Regions from separate parts of the Ovis aries genome. Here region 1 is linked to region 2. A link is a contact called in public Hi-C data. All regions are on one chromosome and are shown on one strand. The core of a region is the stretch at or near the end of the contact, and the rest is flanking DNA. Distances in the headings are between cores, read along the strand shown. Region 1 holds the start of CDK8 (cyclin dependent kinase 8). Region 2 has its middle 50 kb from the start of WASF3.

The links. A called contact is a pair of places that touch in the nucleus more often than the background predicts.
Region 1: a Hi-C map of liver shows a contact between it and region 2, with 2.7 times the contacts expected there. The contact joins the promoter of CDK8 here to the enhancer-like site in region 2. A contact is called at or near these places in 5 of 16 Hi-C or Micro-C datasets (hypothalamus, liver, muscle and 2 more).

Annotation. Positions count from the first base shown.
Region 1 is chr10:33,438,363-33,441,062 of ARS-UI_Ramb_v3.0, reverse strand. It overlaps CDK8 (cyclin dependent kinase 8), which reads left to right and starts at 1,294. Exons shown (of 12, transcript XM_042254877.1): 1 at 1,294-1,947. The coding sequence starts at 1,820.
Region 2 is chr10:33,321,039-33,323,738 of ARS-UI_Ramb_v3.0, reverse strand. No RefSeq gene overlaps it. Among named protein-coding and RNA genes, the nearest start is that of WASF3, 50 kb to the right of the region's middle. Within about 2 kb of position 1,303, at least 9 of the 54 cell types and tissues checked have an H3K27ac peak or open chromatin away from gene starts, as enhancers often do. A contact at or near this core is called in liver, where this site is marked.

The DNA of each region.
Region 1 (2,700 bases), core at 45-2,544, 120 kb before region 2:
GCAAATATGACTTCCTATAGGAATTAATAATCTAGCAAGGAAGAGGAAATAAAAGAACACGATTTGATGAATACCATGGGAAAGGTGAAAAAATTGGTAGGATGTTAAAAGTGGAGAGACAACGTGGGGAACTTTCATGAAAATGGTAGCAGTTGGGAAAAGTAAAATAAATATAAACATAAAATTAATATAAAATAAAATAATGAAAAATAGTCATCTAAATAAGGGGGATAAAACAAAATGAGGTATTATTATCAATGTATCAGCACTGGGACTTCCTTGTTGGTCCAGTGGCTAAGACTCCACACTCCCAATGCAGGGGTCGCAGGTTCCATCCCTGGTCAGGGAATTAGACCCCATATGTTGCAACTAAAGATCCTGAGTGCCACAACTAAGACCTGGTGCAGCCAAATGTTTTTTTAAAAAACGATAAAGATACCAAGACTCCTCCAGCAGACACCTTTCCTCCCTTAACATTATGAACAGTTTTTATGGATTTAGACCCATTGCTGTAATCATGGCTAAAAATGGCAATTCTTAGGAGCAGTGGTGCAAAAGGCCGTACTCAAAGTAACATCTCCTCTGAAAGGATAGTCCTCTGTCACAAGGGTGCCACTCTCCAGAGGCAGCGTGGCCACTCCCAACTGACTCCCTTTTACTGATATTTGTAATGCGTGTTAGCACGTTGCTGTCACTGTGCAGCCCTTATTAGACCGTGACCTACAAGATTCCCCGAGTGATACTCTGTGAGCCGTTGATCAATAATTAGATTTATGTTTTTCGATAACGATAGTGCCCTTCAAACTCTGGAGTTCGGAAGTGGCACAAAATGTGATTCTAACACAGAATAGACTCCCTCACGCTTAAATTTCTCTAGTTAAGTTTCTGGCCCAAATCTGACTTTAGCGACAACGCTGTTAAAATAAAAAAAATTTCCCAAGTGGTCATCGAAAGGACTCCCCTCTTTCTGGACTACGAATCCCATCGTGCATCGCTCCCACCTCCCCACCTCGCGGGGGGCGGAGCCGAAGGCGGGGCGGCCACCGAGGCGGCCGGTGCATTCTGGGTGCTGTAGTCTGGAGCCCCGGCTGCCACCGGGACGGCCCACGTGGTGCTGTTGGCGGCTGCTCTGGGCAGCGCCTACGGCGCTGGGTTCACGCGCCCCCCGGGGGAGCGAGGCTCGGTTGGAGCGGCGCGCGGCGCGGGCGGCGGGGAAAGCCGAGTGGCCAGGGTCTTCGCGACGTTTTTGCGACAGCGCGGCCGCGTTCTGCGAGTCCCCGCCCTCCGCTCTCTGAGGAGGTGCCGGCTGTTGTGCGGCGCTGCCTTTCTGTCTGAGTGGACGGGAGAGCGAGCGAGGGAGAGAGCGAGTGAGGGAGCGAGCGTGAGCGTGTGTTACCGCGGCTAGGCGCGAGCGCCCGAGGGAGAGCCCGCTGCGCCGCCGCCGCCGCCGCCCGCCGCGGGGGCCGAGCGCGCGGCCGGAGCGCAGGAGCCAGAGCCCCGGAGCCCGCGGGGACAAGGGCAGCGACCGCGCTCCCCACCCCCAGCCCTCGTCCCTCGCCCTCCTGCGCCCCCGGGTTCCTCGGCGTGTGTCCCCCCAGCCCACCCCGGCCGGCCCCCGCCCCGCCGCCCCGCTGGATGTCCCCGGCGCCCTCGCGGGGCCTCCTCTTGCTCCTGCCGCCGCGGCCGAGCCGGCGCTGCGGCCGCCGGGCGTAGAGCGGGCGGCTTCCCGGGGGCCGCGGCTGCCGGAGCCTCCCGGAGGGCCCCCGCCCCCGCGCCGCGGCGCCGCGACCCCAGCTCCCCGGCCCCGCCGGCCGTGACAATGGACTATGACTTTAAAGTGAAGCTGAGCAGCGAGCGGGAGCGGGTCGAGGACCTGTTTGAATACGAGGGCTGCAAAGTTGGCCGAGGCACTTACGGTCACGTCTACAAAGCCAAGCGGAAGGATGGGTGAGTGTCGGCAGGCAGGTGGGCAGCCCCCGCGGGCCGGGCTCCGGGAGGACGTGGTGCCCGAGGGGGGCCAAGCCCGCGCGAGACCCCTACCCCCACCCCGCGAGCCGCTCCTGTGGTCTCCGGGCGCCGCTTGTCAGCAGGAGGAGCGTCTGATCCACGGGCTCTGTACTTTTCAAGGGCTTCGGTGCCAGATTTCTTTAAATGTTCCTTATAAAACGTCAGCTTAAATGATCTTGGAGGGAGGGGTCGATTTATTAGGGGACCCTTCACCCGCCTCCGGACCGACATCCATCAGCCCGGAAGGGAAGCTGGGATCCTTTCCCCCGCACAGGTTGGTGATGGATTTAAGACCCCATTTGGGTTTTATTTGTGGGGAAGAAAGCAGCAAGTCAGGGTGGTTGTGAAGAGTTCCTCCTGGTGATCGATCACCTGCGGCAGAAACGTAGCAGTTGCTGTTTCGCTATCATTAGCTGCGAGTTTTACCTAGAACAATGGGGGTTTGGTGCAGGGTAGGTGGTGGGGAGAAAGGCGAATGAAAAATAGGGGTGTCTTATTCAGACCCCCCCTCCCCCCCACTTTAGCAGTTGACAAGGAACTTTAAATAGTCTATTTGCTTTAAATGTTCTTACCTAGAAATAACTTAATTAAGTCTATGACTGGTAATGCTCCCAATTTAGTTTCCTAAACCGGCAAGTGAACTGTTCATTTTTCCTTTGTCACTAGATGAATGTCTTGTAATGTTGACAAAAG
Region 2 (2,700 bases), core at 54-2,553:
GGATTTGTGTGGGTCTAAGAGAAGACAGCCAACACAATCCTCTACTTTAAAGAAAAAATATGAAATTAAAATAGTTAAAACCAGAGCAAAAAGAAGAAAAAGGATATATTTTTTCTTTTAAAGATCAAAACAAAACCCACAGACTGGGAGGTTACAAACAGGCCCTTGAGCAGAAAAGATCCCCAAGATGATTTGACTGAACCTGGCAGATGCCTTATCCACATCTTAATTTACTAATTAAACATTGGGAGATTTTACACAGAAATCTGGATTTCCTGTTTTTCTCGAACAATTCCAAAATCCGACGTCATGAACCCATAGCTAGAGCTGGGAAGGTGCTGCCCCCTGGCGGGTCGACAGAGATGTGCACGATCTTCACCGCCCACCTGCGGTCTCACTCACCTGGGGTCACTTACTAGGATGCGCCCAGAGAGGCTGATGGAGCTAAAATGCAAAAATGATTCTAAGCTTTCAGAAACTGTTCAGGGCTCTTGCACCATAAAGGTAGTGTACTGATTCATCAGAAGAGGAAACTGTTTCTAGTTTCAGTTTCTGAGGAGAAACGCAAGTCCTTTTTCTCCTGTGATGTGCCGGGCTCACAAGCAGCTCGCCCAGCAGAGGGAAGGGAGATGGGAGTGATGGCTGTAAACCCACACCATGCGTGTTCCTGCTCTCGGGGCCTGAGTGCTGCTGAAGACCCTTCCATGGCTCCCCCTGGCCCCTGGAACAAGGGTTCTCAACAGGGGGGCGGATTTCTCCACCCCCACCAACTGGGGGCGAGGGGGCCATCCGGCAATGTCTGGAGACACTTTCGATGGTCATCACTGGCGAGCTCCTGCTGGCATCTTGTGGGCGTGAGCTAGAGACGCTGCTGAGCGCCCCACAGGGTGTATAGGACGTCCCTCCACCCCACCCTACCCTCGACACAGACCCATCTGGCCCTCGATGTCAGCCATGCCAGTGCTGAGAAGTCCCGCTCAAAAATAAAGTCCACGTTCACTCAGTGCCCTGGTGAGACTCCCAGTGCCAGCCTGGCTTGTGTCAGCCACCCCCTCCCTCTCCTCTGCTCCCCCTACACCGGGCACATACTCGGTTCTGTTGCCCACAAGCTCTCTCAGACATTGAGGCCTCCGTATATGCTGTTACTGCTCCCTAGAGCACCTTCACCTGCCCAGGGACAGCCCACAGCCCCAAGCATCACCGTACATGGCACCACACATCTTTTGAGGTGCTCCTGCCCCAGCCCCAGGCTACTAACGATCACCCTCCATAGTCCCCTCCGGTCTGAATCTAACCTATTGTGTCCGTGGTACTGATGGCCACTCGACACTGTCGGGTGACCACATGGCCACGCCCTCATCTCTAGTCGCCTTAAAGAAATCAAGTTCAAGTTCTCCAGAGCTGGCCTCCCGTCTCCAGCATCACCCGCAGGAAACACACAGCTCTTGGGAGGAAGTGAATGAGCCTGAAGGCTTCACTAGCTCACTTCCCAGCAGGAGCGGCTCTGGCAAGCGCCTGCGGTTCCCCACTCATTCGTTTTGTAAGTGGTTCCCGCTTGGCTTTGAAAACCCAAGAATGCAGGCAAGTTAATTACCATTTGGCATCAGTCAGCCCGGACTCACAGAAGTCCTCGTTCTACATATTTATTAAGAAATCCATCGACCCGCATTTTTCTAGACAGCAATTTCAGACACTTCCTGTCTCCAAGAAGTCATTGCTAATATCGAATTCCAGTAGTATGTGAAACCGTGGCTGGCAGCCAGTAAAACATGCTCTAAACCCCAGTCCTCCCTTGATAGCCGAGCAATTTGTGAGCAGCCTAACAGGCAGCGGATTCATTGAGCTCAAGGGGCTAAGCGTTCCTCTTCTCGTGAGGATGGACGGCCCCAGAGGAGCCACTTCTGGATGCAGAGTTGCTCACGTTCATTCGCCCTGTGTTCACGCTTCCAGAAGACCCAAAAGCCCACCTGAAGTGACAAGAGGAAGTGCTGGATGGCAGATGGAGTTTCTAGACCAGAGCCCAGCAGGTTGAGGGGGGTGAGGGGCTGGTGGCACCCCTGCCTGGTGCCACCCGGACCTCAGGTCCTCGGAGCTGAGAGCCCGTCTACCGCCCAGCGTGGCCTCGCTGTAACGTGGAGCCAGGCATCTTGTTCTTCCTCTCTGTGCAGATTTAATGCCATGTCTCTGGAATGCAACCAGAACTGCCGAAGCAGGGAGCCTTGGGGAGAGAAAGTGCCTCGAGCTGTAAATAGCAACAGAATGCAACCCTATGCTCTCTGTTGACGGGAGTTCCCTGGGGAAGGAGCCCTCCCCGCGGGAACAACATTGTCAGTCTTTCAGCACCCCCCAACCGTGGTCCGTGAAGAGGTGTGGATGGACAGCGCTGTTATTAGGAGGAGATGAGATGGGACTGACTGTCGGGATCAGGAAGCCCGCTGCGAGAACAGCCTGAGAGGCTGGGTGGTGATGGCCCCTGGAACGAAGGCCCCTGTGCACGCAACAGTGGGTGTCCCAGCTCCAAGATGACATCACCCAGCGCTCTGCACAGTGTGTCCCATAGATGAACACCCCAACCCTGAGGGCCTGAGTGATGATGTCCCCAGGGAGGCACGGGGCGTGGGAGGCAGAGTGGGGCCCGGTCCGGCCTGTTGCCCTCTGCACCGTGCCATTTCCCAGCCCTACCGGCTCGGAGCTCAGGCA